2 separate regions of the Sus scrofa genome follow, and region 1 is linked to region 2. Evidence: chromatin contacts called from public HiChIP or PLAC-seq data. All regions are on one chromosome and are shown on one strand. Each heading gives the region's core, a stretch centred on a gene start, on an enhancer-like site or on the middle of the called end of the contact. The rest is flanking DNA. Distances are from core to core; before and after follow the strand shown.

Region 1 (5,914 bases), core at 3,396-5,895, 140 kb before region 2:
CTGAAGGTGTCCTCTTTGCCTGCCTAGTGGAATACAGTAGGATTCCACTCCAGTCCATGCCCCTCCGAATCCCTGCCCTCCCCTGGCATCCACCTCCTTCCGGAAAACAGCACCCGGATCACCATGGATGGGAATGGTAGATGGGGAGCTGGGGTCGGGAGAAGGTCAGTGGGGAGATGGGAAGAGTCAGGGTGAGACAGAGCACTGGGAGTGGCCAGGAAGGTGTGTTCTTATCTGTTTAATGGGTCACTTTATTCATTCATTCATTCATCATTCATTTGCTTTTTTTAGGGCTGCACCTGCAGCGTATGGAAATTCCCAGGCTGGGGGTCGAATGAAAGCTGCAGCTGCTGGCCTACACCACAGCTCACAGCAACGCTGGCTCCTTAACCCACTCAGTGAGGGCAGGGATCCATCCATCACATCGTCATGGATCCTAGTCGGGTTCATTATCACTGAACCACAATGGAAACTCTTAATGGGTCACTTTAGACAAGTTAGCTGCTGTTCTAAGCATCAATCATCTCATCTGTAAAATGGCCCTAATAAATTATATCTTCAGGCCATAGAGGGTATGGACTTTGGCAATTGTAAAAGCTGTACACAGAGGAAGCCGTACACAGGAAAAGAACTCATTGTATTTTTGGGTGGCCTGAGGCCTTCTTGCCAGGCCTCTGGAGCAGTCTGGTAGGATCTGAGTCTCAGCTCTGACCCCCAGGGGTGCTCACAGAGGCCTCCCAGGCCTGGGGCATCTCTGGGGGCTGCTTACACTTTCTCCATCTGCCTCTGCAGCCCCAGCCTGCCCTCTTGGGATGGCGATGGGCAAAGCACCCCTCTCACTGTCACAGGACTTGGCCCTGAGAACCAGCTGCCATCTCTTCCTGCCTTCTCTCCACTCCACACTCTGCTCACCCCTCTGCAGCCTTTGCCCAAAGGCGGCCCCAGGAGGTGTCTCCAAGCCTCCGCTGTGATAAGCACTCCCATTGCCCTGAAGTGAAAACAGGGCCTCTGGAAGTGAAAGGAAGTGTTCCAGGTCTGGAGACCATCTTCTGTCCCCATGCCATGGCCTGCAAAGACTGGCCTGGGGTCTGGATGTCACCGGCACACTGCAGCTAGGGCTGCACCCTAGGCTCCCAGCCTGGTCCTGTTGGTGCTCAGTAGGTGTTTGTTGAGCAAGTAAGAGAATGAATGAATAAATGAATGAGCGAAAGAAGAGCAGAGTGGATACTGTGGTTATTCCTTTTTACAAATCACGAAATTGAGGCTCGGTGAGGCAAAGGGCCCTTTCCCTCACCAGGTCACACAGCTGCGACTGGATTCCTGGTCTCTGACTCTAAAGCCCTTGTTTTGGAGATCCCCTCGTGGCACAGTGGAACTGAATCTGACTAGGAACCATGAGGTTGTGGGTTTGATCCCTGGCCTTGCTCAGTGGGTTAAGGATCTAGTGTTGCTGTGGCTGTGGTGTAGGCCAGCAGCTGCAGCTTTCATTCGACCCCTAGCCTGGGAACTTCCATATGCTCCAGGTGTGGCTCTAAAAAGCAAATAAATAAATAAATAAAGCCCTTGTTCTTCTATCAGCTGAGATTCTGCCGTTTGGTCCTGCAGCATTTCCTGCCCTCTGTGGACATGGTAGAACAAGAGGCCTAATTTTCTGGGCTTTAGGGGACCTGGGCTCCCCACACTCCCCATTCTCTTCTCTGTGGGAAAAATAAAAAAGCCCTCATTCCAGCAGGGGGCACCGCAGCCCCTCCTCCAGGGTGAATGCACACATCAGCCCCACTGGGCACTCTGGTCACCACCATCGCCGTGTGGTTTTCAAGGCCCTCTGACCCGTCTGATGTGGCCAGGCCACAATTCCAGAGCTGAAGTGTTTTCGGTCATGGTGTGCAGCAGTTTGATGTGGGATCTCAGTTCCCAGACCAGAGATGGAACCTGGGCCGCAGTGGTAAATGTGCTGAATCCTAACCATTAGACCACCAGGGAACTCCTTTAGAGATGGAGCTTTGAAACAGGCGACACAGGCTCCAATCCCAGCACTGCCCCCAGGACAAATCACCATCCCTCTCCAAGCCTTGGTTTTATGCATGCAGACCTGTTATTTGCACACATCTCTCTCTCTCGCTCGCTCGCTCGCTCACTCACTCTCCCCCTGGGTTGCACTGGGTTTGTAAGGAACCATGCATCAGTGCCCAGTACTCAGTAGAAACTCAATATATATGTACCCTACTGTCCCATGGCATCAGTACAAGGTACATCATCACCTCCATTGGGAGGCCAATGTTGTAGATCACCAAGGACTCGTTCTGCTTGGGCCAGCCAGGGAGAGGTGGGGCGGCCACCACTGCCTGTCCCTCCAGCCACAGGTCTGTCAGGGTGCAAATGATGTTCTTATTGCTTTCCTTTTCCCATCAGGGTGTCACTCACCTGCCCTCCTGAGTCCTAGTGGTGGCCCAGCCAGCCTCCTTGGTCTGGCTCCCCAAAGGGCTTGCTCCCTCTGTTCCTGTCCTACTGCTGCATAACAAATCAACCTAAATACTTAATGGCTTAAGGAGTCAGCATCGTGGCCCGGTGGGCTAAGAACCTCAACTTAATGTTCAGGGATGCAGGTTTCATCCCTGGCCTCGCTCAGTGGGTTAAGGATCCAACGTTGCTGTTGCTGTGGCTGTGGTGTAGACTGGCAGCTGCAGCTCCAAATTCAACCTCTAGCCTGGGAACTTCCACCCTTAAAAAAAAAAAAAAAAAAGAGCAGCCAATGAAACCACTGACCATACCTTTTTTTTAGGGCCAAACCCATGGCATACAAAAGTTCCCAGGCTAGGAGTCAAATCAGAGCTATAGGCGCTGGCCTATACCACAGCCACAGCAACATAGGGTCTGAGCTGCATCTGCAAACTATACCACAGCTTATGGCAACGCCAGATCTTTAGCAAGGCCAGGGATCAAAGTTGTGTCCTCATGGATACTAGTCAGATTCATTACTGCTGAGCCACAACAGGAACTCCCTGACTCTACCTTTTAATAAGAGGATTGGCGAAGAATCTGTGATCAACTTTAATCTGTCACATCATCTAAAGTCTCTCCATTCCGCTGCATTTAATACATGTGTAGCCTCAACTCCTACTGTGCCAAGACTTGTACAGTGTACTAGGGGTGAAATGATAATGGATGTTTGTTTATTTATTTATTAGGCATATGGAAGTTCCCAGGCTAAGGGTTGAACTGGAGCTGCAGCTGCTGGTCTATGCCACAGCCACAGCATCACCAAATCCGAGCTGCATCTGTGACCTTTGCTGCAGCTCGAGGCAACGCCTCATCCTTAACCCACTGAGCAAGGCCAGGGATCAAACCCGCATCCTTATGGACACTATGATGTGTTTTTAATCCACTGAGCCACAATGGGAGCTTCTGGGGACATTGAAAACCACCACTGTGTGGAGTTCCTCCTGTGGAGCAGTGGGTTAAGGGTCTGCCTTTGCTAGAGCTGTGGTGTAGGTTGCAGCTGTGGCTGGGATTCCATCCCTTGCCCAGGAACTTCCATATGCTATGGGTTAGGCCATAAAAAAAAAAAAAAAAAAGGAAACAAAAACCCTATGCTTAATAGAGTAGCTCTCTTGTTTCTTCTAAATTTCTGGGGGAGCTGGATTTGTAGATGCATTTGGGAATAGGGGCTGGAGAAAATGGAACAGGCTCTACATACAGGGTGAGAAGAATTTTGGAGGATCTGTGGGACAAACTGGAAAAAGATGAGTAAGGGGGCAGGGAAAACACCTGGAAAACCTGGAGGGGGTGAGCTGGATGAAAATCTCCTGGTAGGAGTTCCTATTGTGGTGCAGCAGAAACAAATCCGACTATGAACCATGAGGTTTTGGGTTCGATCCCTGGCCTCGCTCAGTGGGTTAAGGATCTGGCGTCGCCATGAGCTGTGGTGTAGGTCGTAGATGCGGCTCGGATCTGGCCGATGGCATCTGTGGCTGTGGCGTAGGCCAGCAGCTGAAGCTCCGATTCGACCCCTAGCCTGGAAACTTCCATATGCCTCGGGTGCGGCCCTAAAAAGAGAGAAAGACAAAACAAACAAACAAATCAAAAAAAAACCCAAAAGAAAATCTCCTGGTAGAAGAGGCACTTTTCAGACAGATGTCTAATATTCACATCCATTCATCCAACAGTTGTCCACCTACCACCCACCAGTGCTGTGCACTGCAAACACAGTGGTGAGCAAGATCAGGGCCTACCTACAGTCTCAGGGAAGACGAAAACAACCAAAAAGTAAAAACAAGATAATTACACACTGTGATTAGTACAGTTCTTTTGAGCAAATACAAAATACATGTTTGTTAAGGGTTGGCGGGTGGTCATCATTTCATAGGAGAGGAAGCAGCATCCACGCAGGGGGAAGGACTTGCCGCAAGGCTCAGCAGAGTCTCGGACCTCCGGGTCCGCAGGGCGGCCATTCCGGCGGGGACCAGCAGGGGAGGCTGTGGAGCTAGCAGCGTCCTGGAAAAGTCCAGGGCCTCGGCGACTGGCCCTCGGCCCCGCCCATCGTGCCCCTTCCGACCTCCCGCCTTCCGCCCCATAGGGTCCCTCCCGCCCGCCGCTCCCGGAGCTTGGGCCCCGCCTCCAGCCCCACCCCTCAAGGAGCGCCTCGCCCCCGCTTCCGGCTCTTCCCAGCCCCGCCTAGTTCCTTCAGAGAGGGCCCCGCCCACCCCTCTCTGAACCCGGCCGCTCCCGCCCGGTCTCCCGGGTCGAGCCTGGCCGCCGCTCTCCAACTCCAGCTTTCCCGGCTCGAGCCCCACCCCTTCGCCCCGCGGACTCCCTTTGTTCCACAGCCAACCCGCCGGTTTTGGGAGTCGCTGACTCAGCAAAGTGGAACCGGACCTTGGCGCCTCCACCCGCACCCTATCCTCCCTGTAGGACTGGCGGTTGGCGCCTGGGGAGGTGGGAGGTGCGATCGCGCCGGCCCAGCCCTTCTTTTGTTCCATAGAACATTCCTTTGCTCTAGCCCTCCCAACCTGGAGAGTCTGTGGTTAATGTTTCAGGTTACGGTTTGGGACCATGACACCAAATCTGCAGCCCTGAAACCTGGCTCCTGCCACGTCCTCGTTGGCGTTGAGCAATTCTTTTGTCTTCCCTGTACCTTAGTTTGCTCACTTGTAAAATGGGAGCCAAAATGCTGATCACTGTTGCTGGGAGATTAATTTTTTTTTTCTTCTCAATATGGCCACACGCGAGGCACATGGAGATTTCCAGGCTAGGGGGTCCAATAGGAGCTGTAGCTGCCGACCTACGCCAGAGCCACAGCGACTCAGGATCCGAGCTGTGTCTGCGACCTACACCACAGCTCATGGCAACGCCGGATCCTTGACCCACTGAGTGAGGCCAGGGATAGAACCCACAACCTCATGGCTCCTAGTGGGATTCCTTTCCGCTGCAGAAAGGAACTCTGCTGGGAGATTAACTGTGAAAACACAGCTATGAAAGCTGCAGGCACAAAGTGAATGCTAGGTGGTTGGCTTTGGAAAGTCTCCACTGATAAAAAGCTAGCTAAAGTTCACCTCTTTCCTTTCATCCCACTTTGCAGGACGATTCTTTGCCTTCTTCAGATTTTTGTTTTGTTTGTTTGTTTTTTGTCTTTTTGCCTTTTCTAAGGCTGCTCCCACAGCACATAGAGATTCCGAAGCTAGGGGTCGAATTGGAGCTGTAGCCACAGGCCTACACCAGAGCCACAGCAACAAGGGATCCGAGCTGTGTCTGCAACCTACGCCACAGCTCACAGCAACGCCGGATCCTTAACCCACTGAGCAAGGCCAGGGATTGAACCCACAACCTCATGGTTCCTAGTGGGATTCGTTGACCACTGCGCCACGACGGGAACGCCTGCCTTCTTCAGATCTTTAAAGTCTCACTTAAATAAAGG
Region 2 (6,649 bases), core at 3,237-5,736:
ATCCTGCATTGCTGTGGCTGTGGTATAGGCTGGCAGCTGCAGCTGTTTTGACCCCTGGCCTGGGAACTTCCATATGCCGCAGGTGCAGCCCTAAAAAGCATAAAAACCCCTGTGTTTTGATAAGACCCACAGGTGATTTGCATACACATTAAATTTGATAAATAATTTTCTTTTTTGCCTTTTTTTTAGGGCTGCACCTGCGGCATATGGAAGTTCCCAGAGCCTGCAGCTGCTGGTCTACGCCACAGCAACGCTGAATCCTTAACCCACTGATCAAGGCCAGGGATCGAACCCGTGTCCTCATGCATACTAGTCAGATTTGTTACTGGTGAGCCATAATGGGAACTCCTGAAAATAATTTTCTTGGAGGTTTAAATTACCAGGAGGTTATAGATCAAATTCAGAAACTTTTCTCCCAAATTAGGACCCCTTCAGATTTGAGCTTCCCTGGAGTGAGAAATCTATGTGCTCTGCTTTGTAGTGTCAAGCTTTCAGACATGGACTAAATAAAAAGTTAAGCCCACAACCTTCAGAAAACCTTTTATGATTTTCAGCTCTTTCCAACTCCCCTGGATCTGGTGGTTACTACAGCAGAGGGGAACATTTTTCTAACCTTTTTTGCACACTTGGAATTGGGAAGTTGTATACACAGTGCCTGGTATATCCATGTTCCACTGTTTATAACGCTTATACCTTCCTACTTTTCATTTTGAAATTGGGATGCATTTTTTAAATGATATAGTTTAATTGCCAGTGTTTTCCTTTCTAGCATCACATAAAATGATGGTATGTCCTATAAATTGATGGTATCTCAGATTTGATGAAATGTAGTAATTCGTGGTGACTTGATTCTGTACAGATATTTCAGAAAAATCAGTGAGACGGAGGGTTTAATGCTTAGAGTCATGAGGTAAAATCATAAGATGTCTGGCAAATTTGAAGTTTTAAGGGGGGTGGAGGTGAGGGTACATGTATCTAAGAAAGGCAGTGGGAAAAATAGATAAATTATTTTTAAGAGTTTTTATTTTTAATGGCTGCACTCACAGAATGGAAGTTCCTGGGCCAGGGATTGAATCTGAGCCGCAGCTGTGACCTGTAACAGCCACAGCAACATCAGATCCTTTAACCCACTGCACTGGGCCAGGGATCAAACTGGCCAGGGACTGAACCTGCACCTCTGCAGCAACCTGAGCTGCTGTCGTCGGATTCTTAACCCACTGTGTCACAGCGGGAATGCCAAGAATTTTTCAAAAGGAATTGTACACTCATGTATTGCCTTATTTAATACCTGGAGCAACCCTTTGAGGTAGATATTGTTGTTCCTATGGATTTATAGATGAGGAAAATGAAGCTTAGAAGGGAAGTTGTGGGATTTGAATTCAAATTTTGTTCTAATTTCAGTGTTTAGCTGTATTGCTTTCTACTATAATATATGCTACACTGGCTTGTTTAGTAGTTTCTCTCAAAGGGTCATATTTAATATATTACTTAATTTTTTATTTTTATTTTTTGGTCTTTTTGTCTTTTTAAGGCCATACCCGTGGCATATGGAGGTTCCCAGGCTAGGGGTCTAATTGGAGGTTTAGCCCCCAGCCTATGCCAGAGCCTCAGCAATTCCAGATTTGAGCCACATCTTTGACCTACACCACAGCTCACGGCATCGCTGAATCCTTAACCCACTGAGGCCAGGGATGGAACCTGCAACCTCATGGTTCCTAGTTGGTTTTGTTTCCAGTGTGCCATGACGGGAATTCCAGTATGTTACTTTAAAAGTAATTCAAATGACTACTAATTTCAAACTTATTCTTTTTAATATTTGATATATATATATTTTTTTTTTGGTCTTTTTTTGCCATTTCTTGGGCCGCTCCCATGGCATATGGAGGTTCCCAGGCTAGGGGTCGAATTGGAGCTGTAGCCACTGGCCTATGTCACAGCCACAGCAATGCGGGATCTGAGCCGCATCTGCGACCTACACCACAGCTCACAGCAACACTAGATCCTTAACCCACTGAGCAAGGCCAGGGATCGAACCCTCAACCTCATGGTTCCTGGTTGGATTCGTTAACCACTGAGCCACTACGGGAACTCCTAATATTTGAAATTTTTTATTGCTAGTGGGGCTATAAATTGCTGAACTTTAAAGAAAATTGGCATTTTGTTTTTTTGGGGGCATTTTTTGAAAAACTGAGAAGTGTACACAGGGGTAACCAGTATTTTAGTTAATGTTGTCATTTCTGTAGTCAGGTTTGTCAAGCAAATACACAAAAGATTTCTTTTTAGAAAAAAGGGAAGAAAATTACTAATTTCATTGAATGTCATGACCTCTGTCATAATGGAGCTTTATGGTGAGGTCTTGTAATAATAACAGGAGAAATTAAGTCCTCATTTATCTGACTTCATTCAGAATAAATAGATATTCCCTGAAGTATTCCTCCTGTTATGTGAGCCTTTTGAGGAACCTGGATGAATGGATAGATTCTGACCTCCATAGTACGTGGTTCTTCTCTCTGCCTGCTCCTCTCCCAGTTCTTTGATTTCTAGCGACAGAACATATTTCTCCATCTCTGTGTAGATCTGGGGTCTGAGCTGTCTAGACTCCTTGGCTCCATTCTAGAGATTTTGATTGGGCTTGGCCAATTGCATTTTGAGCACTCATTGAGGCCTTTGTTTGAGTTATAGCTTTGGCCTAACAGTCATCTAAGGAAGCCCACAACAAAAGAATTCTATTAATGCTTTGGTTTTTATTTCTTTTATCTAATAGACTTTTTTTAGTCTTAATATGTGCTAGGTAATATTGACAAAAAGCAAAACCTAACTTCTGCCTTTAGGATGAAATTTGGACTTAAACAGTACTTAATTGTGAGTGCTCATTTGAAGAAAAAGCTTTTAAAAACATTTGTGGGAGCCTCTACAGACCAGTTAAATCAAGAATCTCTGGGAGAAAGCCCAGACATTTGTAAAATTTAAAAAGATTGTGATGTTCAATACCAACCATAGAGCCACACTGCATTGTGAAAACGACTGTCTCTCTGGCGGTGCCAGATTGGCTCTGTACATTTATCCCTAAATGGGATCAGTGAAGATTTTTAATCTTAATATCATAGATAATGTTACATAGGAAATACTGCCCCAGTGTATAGTTTTTACTAGTATATTACATTTGTATAAAATGGTTTGTACTTTATAAAACTTTTCCATATGTATCATTTTATTGATGTTTATAACTGCTCTGTTTTAAACAAAATGATCCCTGTTTTATAGACAAGAAAACTAAAGACTCAGGTTTAATGACCTGTTCAAAGTCCAGTAAATACTAATACCAGTAAGTGTTAGCAGTTGAGATAGACTGTAGTTTCTGTATTGTCTGTGTTAGTATTTTCCTAAAGATCCTATGGCTATGAATACCTTCTCTTAAACATTAAAAACTTTTGAGGCGTTTCTGCTGTGATGCAATGGGTTAAGAATATGACTGCAGTGCCTTGGGTTGCTGCAGAGGCGTGGGTTTGATCCCTGGCTCAGCGGAGTGGTTTAAAGGAGCCAGTGTCACAGCTGCTGCTCAGGTTCAGTCCCTGGCCTGGGAACTTCCATATGCCTTGAGTGTGGCCTTTGAAAACAACAAAAAAAACCTAAAAACAACTTGAGAATACCATAAAACATATCAGCCCATTTTTACCTTTATTCTCTCTGTAGGGTCTTTAGATTTCTAAGAGATAATTTTTATGATTTTAAACCCTGTGTTCTGTATTTCTCTATCTCTTTTTTTCCCTTTTATGGTCACCCCCAAGGCATATGGGAGTTCCTGGGCTAGGGTCAAATTTTAACCATAGCTGTCAGCCACAGCCACAGCCACAGCAACTCAAGATCCGAGCTGCATCTGCGAGCTTTGTGGCAATGCTAGATCCTTAACCCACTGAGCGAGGCCAGGGATCAAACCTGAATCCTCACGGACACTATGTCAGATTCTTAATCCCCTGAGCCACAACAGGAACTCCTGTTATTCTCTTAATAATAGACCTTGGACAGAATAGCTTTCTTTGTGCTTTTGGTGTCATTCAGAAATTAGGCTTCATGTCAATTATTTTAATTTAGGGCTTTTATTGATTTACTGAATTGTTAAAACGTTCTATTGAAATATGACCCATGTATATGAAAGGATACAGGTCATAAATATTCATCTTCATTAATTTCTGCACATTGAAAATACCCCATGTATTCCATCCAGATTAAGTGTGGAAGTCCCTCACCAACAAATAGAAGGAACCTGTTGTTCTGCTGTAGCATTAATAGACTGTTCAGAGTGGAGAACCAGGTAGCTGTATTTTACATAATAGACTATACACTATTGGCAAAAACCAGCTCATTCCAGGGATATCTTTGAAAATCTAGCCCTTGGCAGTATAATTGAGAATGTAAGCTTAGTGATGAGTGTTCAGGCCAGAACATTTGGCATACAGAAGGGGAATAGCTTTTTGGCAAGCCCTCGTGAAGGGTCACTGAGGAGAGATCATGAAGAATGTTCATTTGGTGAGTGAGTCTGTTCTGTACCCAGATTTCTTTCTTGTCGGTGAAACTTCCTACTGTTGCTTTATTGCATTTCCTTCCCATTTTTGACTATAGCCCTTTTGAACTCCTTGTGAAAAATTGGAGTGGAACTTGCTCTTCCTGAGTCTGTGACTTGATTTATAGAGTTGTGGATGATCACTTAAGTGTGTTGTTGGTAGGATGATCTTCTGATACTTTTTTATTGTTAACATTAGTGGTGTTTAATTCAGGTAGAGTTATCACCACCTCCTGGACGCCTGGTGATAAAAATGATGGGAGGATCCTTCTTATTTTAGCAGTTAGTTTTGCAGGGTTTTTTGGATCATTTCGGTTTTCCTTGTCGTAGTTTTTGAGCTTCTGCTTGGCACTCTATAATCAGTGCTGGGGATATGAAAATGAGTACATAGCTTCTGTCAGTTTTACCTCTGTGGGAGGGGGAGCTGTACCTCTGGACATTTTGAAAGCTCTTCTTGTTTTTAGAATCCTGTCATATTCCCACATCTGGTTTGGGATCTCCGTGCTTAATTGGCTGTTACTTACTCCTTTTGAATCAATAACGGTCTTACACTTAGAAGATGTGAAAGTCATATCTCATTTGCTGCCAGAACCAGAACTATAGTTTACATCTTATTGCCACATGAACCTTAAATTGTGTATTCCTTTTCAGTTCCTTCTTGTATGTTCCTCTATTCATATTAGCCATGAGATCTTTCTTTTTCTGTCTTTTTTGAGCAAAGAATGATTTGAAAGTAAAATGGGCTTTGAACTGGTATTTATAAGGTCCAAGATTGTGAAGATTCCTGAGTCTGGTCTTTCTGGGCCAGAGGTGGTGAAGAACTACTTTGAGAATATCTATTTTGCATTTACAGGCCTACCTCTTCACAACAGAGTGTCTGCTACTTGAGCTTCCATTTGTGATTTCCCCCCCTGCTCAGTGAAATTTTGGTTATGGTGACTCAAATGCTGTACAGTAGCTCTCATCATGTTCTGATTGGATCTTACTTCTTACCTGGAGCTTTCTTTTGGTGCAGGTGTATTTGTTTGTTTCTTAAAGCAGAAGTCTGTGCTGGGGACAAGCGAGGTCACCTCTCTTTAGTTTTACAAAAGCCACAATTACCTAACCCTTCAGTTTAGTTTTGCAAAGCTCTCTGTACCATGTCAGGTCACTATACCAAACCTTTTCCTTTTGGAAACCAAGACACATTTGCTTTAAATGTCCAGGCCTTGTCTTAGGATGTTGGTAAGAGGAGGTAGGCTGAATTTCCTTAGAAAACAGGACATCAGTGTGCTTGGCACCATGTCAGTTCTTTTAGGTCCAGTCTTTCAATCTTTGTAGTTTGAAGCAGTTGAGAGGTAGATTCTATTGTGTCAATGCTTCAGCTTAACATGCTCGCTTGAAGTCTCCCTACTAAGAGACAGGCACTGGAAGACAACCAATAAACACTTTTTAGAGTACTCTTTGTGAGAGAATTTCACGGTTACATGTAACATGTTTTGAAGGATTAAAAAATTCAAGTTAAGGATGATCGGTGAATTATTGATGCAATAAAGTGTGAGACATTGTGGAACTGGGGTGGTGGTGGTACAGATTGGCAGGTCATATATCCCAAGATGAAATGTACAGAGTAATTGAATTGGAATAATGTTAGACCACACTTAGCCCAATATTCAGAAGTAAGGGCTGAATTTACATAGGCAGTGGCGAAGTAGGAAATTCATTTTATAGGCTTACCACTTTTTAACTATGCTCTTAACTGTCACTCCTGGGCTTACTAGGAGTCGTGCTGTTATGTAGAGTTAGATTTGAGAGGAGAGAAGTAGAACTAAGAGATACAAAGTTGTGGTTGGGCTTGGGGTAGAAAGGAAAAAAATGGGGTGGTGGGATATTGGGCCTGATAAGACTGTCCTAAACTCTGTAACATAAATGTATGTCTGTCTCCCCCATTTGGCAAGACATTCTGCAGTGTTCCTGCCTCTGTGTTGTCTGTTAATTAGATTGTAATGTCTTGAAAGGGCATGGGCACTATCCTGTTCTAATTAGCATCTAGTGTAGCTTGGTGTCCATAGTGGCTGCCCACTATTACTAGTTAATAATGATTAGTGA

The links. HiChIP or PLAC-seq counts read pairs in DNA pulled down with a chosen protein or histone mark.
Region 1: a contact with region 2 is called in an H3K27ac HiChIP or PLAC-seq map of alveolar macrophages. The contact joins two enhancer-like sites. A contact is called at or near these places in 2 of 47 Hi-C or Micro-C datasets (both in embryonic fibroblasts) and 1 of 2 datasets of contacts at active chromatin or transcription factors (alveolar macrophages).

Annotation. Positions count from the first base shown.
Region 1 is chr6:87,755,427-87,761,340 of Sscrofa11.1, reverse strand. No RefSeq gene overlaps it. Among named protein-coding and RNA genes, the nearest start is that of NKAIN1, 67 kb to the left of the region's middle. Within about 2 kb of position 4,645, at least 68 of the 83 cell types and tissues checked have an H3K27ac peak or open chromatin away from gene starts, as enhancers often do. A contact at or near this core is called in alveolar macrophages, where this site is marked.
Region 2 is chr6:87,617,743-87,624,391 of Sscrofa11.1, reverse strand. All of the region lies in intron 5 of PUM1 (pumilio homolog 1), which reads left to right. Among named protein-coding and RNA genes, the nearest start is that of PUM1, 66 kb to the left of the region's middle. Within about 2 kb of position 4,486, at least 2 of the 83 cell types and tissues checked have an H3K27ac peak or open chromatin away from gene starts, as enhancers often do. A contact at or near this core is called in alveolar macrophages, where this site is marked.